Regions from separate parts of the Mus musculus genome. Here region 1 is linked to region 2. The links are chromatin contacts, called in public HiCAR-type maps. All regions are on one chromosome and are shown on one strand. The core of a region is the stretch at or near the end of the contact, and the rest is flanking DNA. Distances in the headings are between cores, read along the strand shown. Region 1 has its middle 24 kb from the start of Ece1. Region 2 overlaps Alpl (alkaline phosphatase, liver/bone/kidney).

Region 1 (6,587 bases), core at 1,313-3,812, 64 kb after region 2:
GCGCCGGCCACCGCTAACTATACCTGATGATGCCCGTCAGGGCAGAGACCAGCTGCAGCTTCAATCCAGTCTCGCCGAGCTACAAGGGAGCTGGGTCTTGGTTTCCTCCTCCGCAAAACGTGGCGTTGGGTACAAGAATGTGGGGAGCTCTTCCAGCCCTGGCAATTGTGGGCCTCAAATGCTTCAGGGCCACCTCGTATGCTGCCACTGCTGTGGGTCTGCAAGCTCAGCGAGACGGGAAGAAGAGACACCAAGGGGGCCAAGTGTGATGGGCCCTTGTCCCCACCCCAGGGTCTCCCCGGCCCTCCACAGGCCCTATGCTACAGGTGCGGCTCTGGGTCTCTTGGAAGCTCCCAGTTCTCCTTTCCACACCCCATTTCCTCTTCTGCCCCGCCCCCTCCTCTGTGCCCCTGTGACTCCCTGATGTCAACTCTAACCCCCCAGTTCAGGTAGCCCTGCCAGCCTGTTTCATTCCCTAGCCCCTCCCACACAGATCAGCCTAGACTCTGTCCGCTCCTTTCTCCTCCCTAGCGGTTACATTCTTAAATCGAGCTGTTTCTTCGTCCACTTCCGCTACAGAGCCCCTGAACTCAAGTGTGGTACTTATTTCCCTTCTGGCTCATGAGCCACACAGATCAGCCTAGTGGCAGCTTCAGTCTTGTCCCCTGCATTGCTCTCTGGGTACCACAGCGCAAGGCTGCTCCGGTGTTCCTGTGTAGGTATCTGCTGCCCCTGCTGGTCAGTTTGTTATAAACACAGACAGCTTTCCAGGTCACCCTTCCCAACATTCAACATGGGGACGGGGTGGGAGGAGGGAGGCGTTGACAGCCAGACCAGACCAGATCCAGGAACCAGAAACTGTAATGAGTGGGGTTGTGTTTGTCCCCTTTTTTATAGGTTGGAAACTAAGATCTTAAGATAAAGTCATTTCATCAAGGGATAGAGCTAGACAAAATAAAATAAAATAAAATAAAATAAAATAAAATAAAATAAAATAAAAACCAGAGCATTTAGGACCAAAGCCAGTGCCTGTAGACATAATTACTCAGGAATTTGAAGCTGGAGGATGGCTTGAGCCAGAAGGACATAGATAGATAGATAGATAGATAGATAGATAGATAGATAGATAGATAGATAGACAGACAGATGACTGATAGATAACCCAGCTTTGCTTGGAGTTCAGAACCGCCTGCAGCTCCTTAGAAACTTTCCACTCTCCCAGAACTCTACTCCCAAGCATGGCATGCCTGTTCTTCTCTACTCTCAATGCGACACCTTCAGACTGTCCACACAGCACAGAAGGCTCTCTGCATTAGCATTAGCATCCTGCCGTAACGTCCCTTCCTGAGACAGCTGTGGTGGCAACCCACCTACAATCCCAGCACTTGGAAGTTAGAGGTGGCAAGCCATCACAGCACTTGGAAGGTGGAGGCAGAAGGATCAAAAGTTCAAGGTCATCTTTAACTACACAGCAAATCGAGCATCAGCCTCCGCAGCCCATCCTTCTACCCAGCCATTCCCCCATACCCTCTCCTACACACACAGTCTACCCCACACCCAACCCAAGCCCTCGCAAGTAGCTCATCTCAGGGGGTGGGGGGGGGTGGGAGGGGAAAGCAAAAGAGAAGAGCCTCCCTTGACCTGACCCAAACTGGAGCTGCCTGCCTATTTCCTTAGGAAGAAAGTCCTTAAGGGAAAGGGGGCAGGGAATGTAACTCATGCTGTAGCTCTTGTTGGTAGACACTTGTCTCGTGTGCACACATCCCGGAACTATAAGCTCACCATGGTGGGCTTATCTATCACCTATCTATCTGTCTATCTGTCTATCTTTCTATCTGTCTATCTATCTGTCTGTCTGTTTATCCATCTATCTATCTATCTATCTATCTATCTATCTATCTATCTATCTATCTATCTATCTATCATCTATCTATCTATCTAATCTACCATCTATCTATCATCTACCTATTATTTATCTACTTATCTATCATTTACCTATCATTTATCTACTTATCTAGCATCTATCTATAATCTATCATCTATCCATCTATCATCTACCTGTCATCTACCTACCTGTCATCTATCTATCTATCTATCTATCTATCTATCTATCTATCTATCTATCATCTACCTACCTATCATCTCTCTATCATTTGTCTGTCTCTGTCTGTCTGTCTATTACCTACCTATAACTACACACTGTAATCTCAGCACTCCAGAAACAGAGGCAGGAGGATCAGAAGTTCAAGATCACCCTCAGCTACACATGGAATTCAGTGTCAACCTGGACTACATGAGACTCTGTCTTATACTGGGGTGGGGGTGGGGGTGGAGGTGGGGAGGGATCCTGGGAATATGGGTCCATAGTAGAGTACTGACCCTGAGTTTGGCACCTGATGCCAATAATAAATAAACAAACAAACAAACAAACAAGCAAGCTTTGGGGAGGACTGCCCGTTTGTTTTCTTCTCCTTCAGCACGGGCTATTCTGGATTTTGTCCCATGCTTGCCAAGTCACGCTGACCGGATGTTCCCTAAGCCAGCAGCCCATGTCCTGCTGACTCAGTACACTTGACCTCTTGCTTGGCAGCCCTCAGCACCCGGGGATGAGAGTTCTGTCCTCTGTGGTCAGAGCTCCTCCTGGTTTTGTTTCCTCCCGTTTCTACTTCTCAGTCTCCTCTGCAGATCGCTGACACTCCCCAGCCCCGTCTCAGACCCTCCCCTCCATCCTGTTCTCTCCTAGGGTGTCCACAGAAGGACTAGCAGCCCTCCCATGCACGCCACCTCTGTGGGGTACCTCCGTTGCAGGGGGTGTGTTACTGGTTTACAGCAAGGTCCTCAAGGTGGCGCAGCCTACCTGTCTATCCTGCAGAGATGTGGAGGCCTTACTCTGACTTAGCCTTTCCTCTGATCCTAAGAGGGACATCCAGCTGCTTGCACTTCTCTCCTTAAATGTGGGAAGCCACATGTGCCGTTGCAGAGTGGCACTGACTACTGCTGGCCACCACACATAAGTTTGGACAAACAACCAATGTGTACATATGCAGTAAAGTTTTTTGCAAAGACACTGCCTGGCCCGGGCATGATAACGAGGCTTTGAGAGTATAACCAATCAGATGTGAGACATGCAAATGAGGTATGATAATGAGGCTCTGTGAGGTACAGAGAGAGTAGCCAATCAGATGAGGAACATGCAAATGAGGCGTAGTGCATAACCAATCCGGGTGTGAGACACGCCTCTCCTAGGCCTATATAAGCAGCACCAGTTCTGGGCTCGGGGTCTCTTCGCCTCTGCAATCAAGCTCTCCCAATAAACGTGTGCAGAAGGATCCTGTTGCAGCGTCGTTACTGCTGGCCAGTCCGGCGTGCCCAAGACTTAAACACATCTCACTCTCAGCCTGTCAGCTCAGATCTCCCCAGTCTGATACTCTAACACACTGCTCCATCCACAAACCCAGAGCTCATCAGGAAAACCTCCCTCTCCCTTGCCCTTATCCATCCACCCATCCATACCATGGTCTGCCCATGCCCACCTGTCTCACCCAAGCCTCCCCTGTACAGCCTCAATAGCAGCCCTGGGCAACCTGGCATGTTGCAGTAAATTAATTAAACTGTTGGCTCCTGGTGAGTCACTCGCACACTGCACTCACCCAAGAGCTCTCTGGATTTATGAATGAAGCACACACACACACACACACACCAGTTAATTTTGATATACCTTGACTAGCTCAATGGTTGAGCACTTCTAAATCTCCCCGTTGGCTTGACACCTTCTAAATCTATATTTTACCTTTTCTTCCCTGTTACCTTCTGGGCAGCAACTCCATAGGGCTGCATTCCCTTTCCACCTACATTGCTGGATGGTTTCTCTCCTGCAGCTCTTAAATCTGATCCCACAGCAATTCTCTCTTCTTCCCCTCTCTCTTGGTCCCTTGCCCGCACAATCTAAGATTCCCACTCTGTCTCTTTGCCCAGCTGTTGTCTGAATGGCAATTCTTTATTAGAACCAGCTGAGGGTAGGGACGCTCAGGTCTGCATGGCAGCTGATCCCCAACACTGCCACTGTCTCCAACTGTCCTCATTCAGTATGCTCACCACACAGCATCCGATGGATGCATGTGACTGTGACACATGGCAGCTATTTTTCTTCTGGATCAAGGTCTAAATCCTCAGTGCAGCCTGCAAGGCCACATACTCTGGCCCCTGACGCTTCTCTTGCCTCTTAGGCACTCCAGCACCATGGCCAGATCCACAACCTCCCTACTGCCCCACAACTTCTACTTCTACTGGATGCCAGGACCACCCTCTTCCCCTCCCTTCACCCAGTTAGCTCCTAACTGTCATGGCTCACCTCCAGGACTCCCTTGCCAGGGAGGCGCCACCTGATGATCCCGAGGCCAGGCCAACCATCTCAAGAAGCTTCGGTTCTTCTTCCAACACAATTCATCTTGCAACCCCTTCACTCATCCAGATGGCATCTAACAAATTCCCCAAACTCGCCCCTGGGTGGGCACACATCTGTGCTTGTTCGGAAGCATTTAGGACCTCAGGGGTGGGGGCGGGGCTAGCTACTGTGGCAGAAGGATAAAGGGAGTGAACCCAGCCTTTCCATCTGACTGCATAGTGAGTCACTTCAAGAAGAAGTTGGATAGCTGAAGACATGGCCTGGTGGTTAAGAGCACTGACTGCTCTTCCAGAGGACCCAGAAATGATTCTTAGCACCCACATGGTGGGTCACAACTGTCTGTAACTCCAGTTGCAGATAATCAATGCCCTGCTCTAGCCTCTAGTACATACACGCGGGCAAAATATGCATGCGCATGAAATAAAAGCCAATAGCATCCAGGGGCCGAGGAGATGGTTCTGTCTGTAAAGTGTTTGTCCCAAAGCACAAGGATCTGACTCACCCGCATGTACAAATCCGGACATGCAGGCACATATTTATTATCCCGGAGCTGTGGAGGCAGACACCAGCATCCCTGGGGCTCACTGGCCAAACTGCCTAGCCTACTTGGTGACTTCCACGCCAGTGAGAGACCCTATCTCTAAAGGAAGATGGTGTTAGCTGGGAAATGATGGTGTATAAGATTTTCTGCCTAAGCATCAGGACATCCTGAGGTCCCTGGTACCCACATAAGAACCAGGTATAGCCACATTTATGCCAATGCTTTGGGGGTGCAAAAAGCAGGATGGCTGGGACTTGTCAGCCACCAGCCTAACATCAGGTCCAGTGAGACACTGCCTTAAGGGACTAAGGGGCAGAATGACAGAGAAGGACATCTGATGTCCTTCTCTGTCCTCTGGCATCTCCATGCATACACACAAACATGCACACATGTGCACACACATGTAATACCCAAGTCATTCAGTCTGTCTAATTTCCTTCCTCCCTTCCTCTCTCCCTCCTCCCTCCCTCCTTTTCTTTTCCTCTCCCCTCCCTCCTCCTCCTCCTCCTCCTCTTCCTCCTCCTCCTCCTCCTCCTCCTCCTCCTCCTCCTCCTCCTCCTTCTTCTTCTTCTTCTTCTTCTTCTTCTTCTTCTTCTTCTTCTTCTCTCTCTCTCTCTCTCTCTCTCTCTCTCTCTCTCTCTCTCTCTCTCTCTCTCTCTCTCGGCAGAATCTCATGGTGTAGCTCTGACTAGCTTGGAGTTCTCTATGTAGACCAGGCTGGCCTAGAACTCAGAAACCCACCTGCCTCTGCCTCCTGAGTGCTGCAATCAAAGGTGTGTACCACCACGCTCAGCTTTCTTTCTTTACTTTTCTCAGTACCGAGGACTGAAGCTAGAGCCTCACTAAGACTAGGCCAGGGCTTCATCCCTGAGCTGTATCTGCAGCCTTCCTCCGCTTCTTCCTCCTCCTCTTCTTCTTCCCCCTCTTCTTCCTCCTTCTCTTCTTCTTCCTCCTTTTCCTCCTCCTTCTCCTCTTCCTCCTCTTCTTCCTCTTCCTTCTCTTTCTCTTCTTCTTCCTCTTCTATTTGTATTTCAAAACATTCTCAGTAGGTTGCCCAGGATCTCCTTGAACACACTCTCTTACTCTATCGCCCTTGCTGATCTTGAATTTATGCCTCAACCTCCCAGGTAGTGGGGATCACAGGCCAGAGCCACAAGGCCCCACTACCATTCTTCCTTTATTACAAAAGCCATGGATGATTGTTATAGAAAACAAACAAACAGGAAAGCACAGGCTTAAGCAGGAACATACGGTCCTGTGTGCACATTGCTTTGCAAACTGCTTCTCTTCCTGAAGGTACAGGAGCCACACATGCCAGCATCTACATTTCTGTTGTTCAGACATGATGACCTGTTGTCAGGTCATAGCAGTTTTCTGTTGTGTGATATGTATGTGGTATTCATGGTAGGCAGTACACAGGAATGTGTGTGGTGTCGGAGGCCAGAGGGTGCCCTCTCAGGGAACATTTCTTCTTCTTCTTCTTCTTCTTCTTCTTCTTCTTCTTCTTCTTCTTCTTCTTCTTCTTCTTCTTCTTCTTCTTCTTCTTCTTCTTCTTCTTCTTCTTCTTCTTCTTCTTCTCTTCTTCTTCTTCTTCTTCTTCTTCTTCTCTTCTTCTTCTTCTTCTTCTTCTCTTCTTCTTCT
Region 2 (6,179 bases), core at 3,030-5,529:
AGAAATCTCACCCTTTCTGCACCGGGCCACTCCCTTGTGGAGTTGAGAGTCTGAGAGAGACTTGGGGTTGCCATAAAGATTCCGGCCATTTTATCTGTAGCAAAGGCTCAACCTGAACGTGGGGCAGGCAGGTGTGAGTGTAGGGAAGTGGGAAGGGAGAATGAAGGAGACAGAGGAGAGCTGGGTAGACACACACAGACACACACAGACACACAGACACACAGACACACACACACACACACACACACACACACACACAGAGCTTGCCCACGGACCTGCTCACCTGAGGCTGAAATGGTCTTTCCTGCTCTATAATGCTCAACGTTCAGCATCTGGATCGAGGCAGGTCACAGGTCCCTGTCCCCTATGTCCCCTTTCCCATCTCATTCTCACTGGGTTCTTCTCACAAGCCCCAGGCAGTGTGAGGCTCTTGCCTGTTTTAGAGAACAGACTAGTGTAATCTAAAAGGTCACCGGGGAGCCTGGCAGTGTAGCTACGTTAGAGGAGCAGCCAGGATGATGGGAAGCCGAGAGACAGGATGTGAGGAATTTCAGTCAGGGGCAATGGCCAAGCAGAGAGCAGTTGTCTGACGACAGAGCAGCCTGGAGCAACCCCAAAAGAGCCAAAGCAGGAGCTGGCTTGCGTCTTCACTCACCCTTGTCACCAGTCAGGGTGTGGCTGCCAGAGCTGGAAATCAGAAGGCACTGGGCATGAGGTCTGGGGCTATCGGAGGCTCACTCACCGGGACACCAGACAGCCTCATGGGTTGGAGCCTAAGCCTAGGATCTCAGTGGGAGGAGAGACGGGGCCAGGAGGGAGGTGGAAGGCCCAGGGCATCACTTTATAGGTACACAGGCTTCCTTCCACCCATGGAGAGGACACATCCTGCCTATGGGCTGGAGGCTGAGCATGGGAGGGAGAGGTTGAAAGGGGCCATGCATCACTGAGGGGTGTTTCAGTCCCCTGCTCCTTCCTGTGCTGTACCCAGTCTCTGTCCCACTCCCTAGCCTCCCCATCCCCCACCAGGAAACACAGCAGTCCCATCCTAACATCAAAAACTGAAAGGCACAGAGAGGGTGCACGACCTTCCAGAGTCACACAGCACCCTGACACATCTTCTTCCCATGGGAGGCGATGGTTAGAGGCCTAAGGTGACGACGGTCTGCAAGGCTGGGCGGCGATGCTGGTGTTTAGAAACTGTGCATTAAGGACACTGACTGAGGAGAACATGTCAACCATAGCATTAGAGGACATTCCTTCCACACCCTGTCCCGAACTTACAGGGTCTGGCTTGGGAAGCCCAGGCTAGCCCAGAGAGAGCTTTGCGGGCGGAGTGTGACGGTGCATGCATGTCTTTTATCCCGGGACTTGGAGCCAGAGGCAGGTTGATCTCTCTGATTTCAAAGCTATCCTGGTCTACATAATGACTTCTAGGCTAGCCAGGGCTACTTTTACCTTTATTAACTCATTTAATCCTACAATGCCCAGCAGGATAAACACTCCAGCTTTTCCCATTCCACAAATGGGAAAACTGAGTACAGAGAGGTTAAGTAGCTTGCCCAGAGTCTAGCAGCAAGTCACCCTGTCAGAATTCAGTCTTCCATGTGGGTGTTTTGGGCTTTTGGAAGTCCTCTCAGGATGCCGGCGTAACCTCTGATAGGAGCACCCTGACTGACTGGAACTGTTCGGCACATCACATACGCAATAGGGACCGGACGATACCATGACTCAGGATCCTTGCTCCCCAAATCCCAGTTTTGGAGTGTTTCCCTTGGATTCCTTGGGGAGGGGCTCCCCTTACCCCAGAGAGAGATGAGGTCTGCCAATGTCACACGTTGGGAAATGGGTAGAGTCACTTCTTGGATAGGCTGGGTTTAGGTCACTGACCCAGCAACTATAGCCAGCTGGGCTGTGGAAATCCTTGTGAGACTTGGGCAGGATATTGACCCTAGATACACCCTACTTCTCCCACAATCTCCAGCTTCAGTCCATCCTCCTAGGACTCTGAGACACCCTCCCCACCCCCAGCTCTGTCCTGGCTGTGTTCCCCCTGGGAGGACCTGGTTAGTCCTGAGACAACCCTGGGGAGGAGGCTGAGGCAGCCCTGGCTATGGAAACTGGCCTTGAACTTGTAACGCGCTGGGTGGGCCCCGACACAAGCAGAGTCCCAGCTAGCACACACAGGGAGTGCACAGATGCTGGTAGCTGGCAGCGGGGCCTCCACAGCATCCTTCCCACATTCCGATCGAGCTTGTGACCAGCTGTCGGGCTCTCAGCAGCTGGGGTGTGTGAGGCTCTTAGTAGTGGGGGCGAGAGAGGCAGGAACATGGGCTGGTAATGAGCTAATCCAGCAGGGCGTGGTGTCTTAGGTCTGTCGGCCCCAGCGCTTGCTGTCTCTCCAGTCAGTTCAAAGCCAACCTGGACTACATGAGCTCCTGACTCAAAAACTGAAACCCACGGTGGTGTGCTAGACCAATGGTCACAATGTGCCTTGACATTGTGCCTTAGAATGGGAATTCAACAGGACAAGGGACGATGAGAGAAACCACCATCACCCTTCGTGGCAGAGGCAGGAAGTCAGCCAGCAGAGTTCTGATTGGTGGATGCTCTCCTTGCTCCCAGGGCACAGGGCAAGGCCACACAGCAACTAATAGGATGAGGAGGATGTCTCCACAGGGCACCTACTATGTGCTAAAAGCACAGGGCACCTACTATGTGCTAGAAGCTTTCTGTGCTATCTCCCAAGGATCCAATGTGGGCAGAACTCTCAGGACCAAGAGCACAGGAGCTCATGGCTTGTACTGCAAGGTGTGGGAGAGCCAGTAGCCACCCAAGCCTGGTGGACTCCTCATGCGATGCCTTTGCCACCCTAGCATCTAGCAGGACTGCCTCCACATGGACTGGGGCTGTGACACGGGCTGTGACTCATGACCACTGAGTTCCCTGGTTCAGCCTAGGCTGGGGGTCTGGCAGAAAGCACATCTCCGACCACGCAGGCTCTCCTCCAGCTCCTCCTGCCTTGAATATTTATTACCTGTGTTCTGGGGGCTGGGGGGACTATCTCACCTAAGAGTCTGGTAGCACTCCCAGACTTCCCTCCCACCCTGGTCCACTCCTCTGTGATTACCATTCTGCAGAGAGAGGGAGCCACGGGGGCTGTCTCAGGCTGCCCTCTCCATCCCTTGTATCAGGGATGATCACTCCACGAAGCTTCCAATGTCAGTTTCTGAGACAGGACCTCTTTAGTGTTCTCTGTTGCCACCACAGTGACATGGTGACACCCGCTGTCATATCTGGCTACTCTGAGTCCATTCCCCTCCCCAACAGGGGAAGCCCTCTTCCTTTTGGTGGCTGCAGGTCGGGTGACTGGCAGAGGCTGGGACGGTTTCCATCTGGATACCAGAGCATTGTGGGTGTGAAGTGAGGAAGCCCCAGGGGGGAACACGGCCTGGGTGATGGACTAGAAACCTACAGAAAAACCCATGAGTAGGACGCTGGATCCAGACCCTGGCCGCAGGCATGCCTGAAGCTCACCTCTGAGTGGAAGCCAGTACATTCTCCTATTGTTTGCTTTGGTTTGTTCTGTTGCTTAGAGCCCAAACTCTGCCCTCAGAACTCCAGTCCAGAGGGTTTCCCTCAGCTCTCACACTGTAAACAATCACACCGGGTCGGTCATGCCCAGGGAAGAAACGGGACAAACTCGTCAAAGGTGGGCAGACACACTGTGTGCGAATTCACACAGGTGGAATCCGTGGCTGTGCATGGCGGTGCGAGTCTGCGACCCCAAGTTCTCTGGAAGCAGAGGCAGGAGGATTGCTCAAGTTCAAGGCTAGCATGGGCTTCAAAGCAAGTTCCAGGCCAGCCAGGGCTATATAATGAGACCATGTCAGAAAAGAAAGACAGATGGATGGAAGGAAGGATGTATGTATAGAAGGAAGAAAGCAGGCAGGCAAGGAAGTGGGGGAGAGGGAGGGGAAAAGAATTAGAGGAAATTCCTGAATTCCTGGGTAGGATTGCCTAGAATAGAGACACACACCTTCCCACGGGTTGGTATGGGCTCCATTTAACATTAGTATTAACAGGCCCGGTGCCTGAAAGCGTCCTTGTCTGCCCACTGGGCCCTTCAGTCAAGTGGTCAGTCAGTCCCTGGGAAGTCACCAGTACAGAACTGTAAGAAATCCATCTCAGAGGAGAAGTCAGATGCACAGGAGTGACATGAGTCAAGTGACATGCCCAAGGTCCCTGAACTGAAGAGGGGCAGAACCAGCTATGTCCTAGATGTTCCTGGCCCCAAGCCCAGGGCCTTTGCCCCTGGTCCCTGGGTAGCAGGGGCAGGGCTAAGCTGGCTGTCCTCTGAGGCTGTTTGTTCCACCTGACAGCCTTCAAAACTGTTTAAAAGTTAAAAGGAACAGACCTGCACAGCAGGAACAGTCCCCCAGCGCCCAGGGACATCAGCAGCCTCCTGTGTCCTAGGGCTTTAATGGTATTTAAACAATGGCTCCTAGCTGCTGTTCATTGAGCAGCTAATGCCCACCAGGGGCCAATAGGTCAAAGCCCTGACAGGGTTGAGGTGATGAACAACCTTGCTGAAGTGAAGTCCTCTGCGATGCAGGAAGAGACAGAAGAGGCAGGGAGGGAAGGCAGGCTCAGAGAAGGGCTGGCCCGGGACCCATATTCCAGAGCCCTACAGTTCACACTGCGGCCCTCAGAGGCTGCTGTACTCACACCTACAGAAGAGGAAACTAAAGAGGGAGGCAGAGCCACAAGCCCAGGCAATCCAGAGCAAGCAGCGGGAGTGAGGTCCCTGGCATTGCTTCTGGGCTCTACCCATCCTTCCAGCCCAGGCTGGGGGCCTCCTTTCCTGGGGCCTCTTCTGCCCCTCTCCACAGCCTCAAAACCCCTTAGGCTCTATCCGAGATCATGTGAGCCCTAAACTGCCAACCCACTCTTGTTCTGTCTCCACCATTAACTTCTGGCCCATCACCAAAGTGTATTTGCATAAAGCCTACCATGCACAGCTGGACTGCACATGTGCGGGGATGTGTGTGTGTGTGTGTGTGTGTGTGTGTGGTGTGTGGGGGGGGGGGGACTTCCAACCGGCTTCCCCTACCGGGCTCAAGTGATAGTCTTCCCAGTACTGGTGTGGGTGAAAGAGAATCTTGGTCTTAGAGCTGGTAGACCTGGGGCCCCGTGTGATACCCGCCCCATCCCACAGACGTGATGCAGAGGTATACACTCTAAGGCTCAGTCCATAGGATGTAGGTGGAAAGTGCATGCCAGGTTTTATTATTTCCTGAATTCTACAGTGTTAGACTGAAACCCAGGGCCTAGCCCAGATAGGAGAACACTCTGCCACTGAGTTATACCACCACTGGTGCTTTGAGGCAGGTACTCATGTGGTCGTCCTCATCTTAGGGTACACAGAGCGGTGAAAGGACTAAGATCACGCACAGGAGCAGCAGAGCTAGGTCCAAAGTTTTCAACTCCAAAGTTCAAAAACTGTTTGCCATTGTGCTGGGCTGAAACGGCTGAGGTTTTAGGAGACGCCACTCAACACAGGCCAGCAAGGGGGCAGACCAAGACTTTCGGGTTTTTCCCCAAAGAGGTTATGGGACCTTTACACATAGTCACATAAGTCACACAGAATGGGGGCAAGTACTCAGGGTCTCTGTTGCCAGGGTGTTGAAGTCAGCAGGCAAGACTGAGTGAACCAGAGGCAGGCAGCTGGTACAAAAGCCTGGAGGCCACGAAAGACTGGAAGGACTGTGAGTGACCCAGTGTGTGTCATGGCTGAGGAGGAGACTGTGTGTGTCTTCTTCTATGGTTATTATTATTAAGACAGGCTCTCTATATTATTATTAATAATATAGGATCTCTCTATCTATATCCCTGGCTGCCCTGAAACTCACAGTCACTCTCTTCAGACACACCAGAAGAGGGCATCAGATCCCATTACAGATGGTTGTGAGCCACCATGTGGTTGCTGGGAATTGAACTCAGCACCTCTGGAAGAGCAGTCAGTGCACCTAACCACTGAGCCATCTCTCCAGCCCTGTCTTACTCTATCTCCCACCTTGGGCTCTCAAATGTGGGATTACAGATGTGAACCTCTGTACTCACAGGTGTTAGGATTACAGAGAAAACTAGGCTTTCCTCCAGGTTTAATTTGCTAACCTTCT

Evidence for each region. HiCAR-type assays count read pairs that join an accessible place to other places.
Region 1: a contact with region 2 is called in a HiCAR-type map of kidney, with 2.8 times the contacts expected there. The contact joins two enhancer-like sites. A contact is called at or near these places in 3 of 484 Hi-C or Micro-C datasets (the HL-1 cell line, the N1E-115 cell line and granulosa cells), 6 of 115 datasets of contacts at active chromatin or transcription factors (T-cell acute lymphoblastic leukemia, embryonic stem cells, kidney and 1 more) and 3 of 9 other capture datasets (adipose tissue, liver and pancreatic islet).

What each region holds. Positions count from the first base shown.
Region 1 is chr4:137,835,424-137,842,010 of GRCm38.p6, forward strand. No RefSeq gene overlaps it. Among named protein-coding and RNA genes, the nearest start is that of Ece1, 24 kb to the right of the region's middle. Within about 2 kb of position 2,563, at least 69 of the 459 cell types and tissues checked have an H3K27ac peak or open chromatin away from gene starts, as enhancers often do. A contact at or near this core is called in kidney and liver, where this site is marked.
Region 2 is chr4:137,769,247-137,775,425 of GRCm38.p6, forward strand. All of the region lies in intron 1 of Alpl (alkaline phosphatase, liver/bone/kidney), which reads right to left. Among named protein-coding and RNA genes, the nearest start is that of Alpl, 24 kb to the right of the region's middle. Within about 2 kb of position 4,280, at least 38 of the 459 cell types and tissues checked have an H3K27ac peak or open chromatin away from gene starts, as enhancers often do. A contact at or near this core is called in kidney and liver, where this site is marked.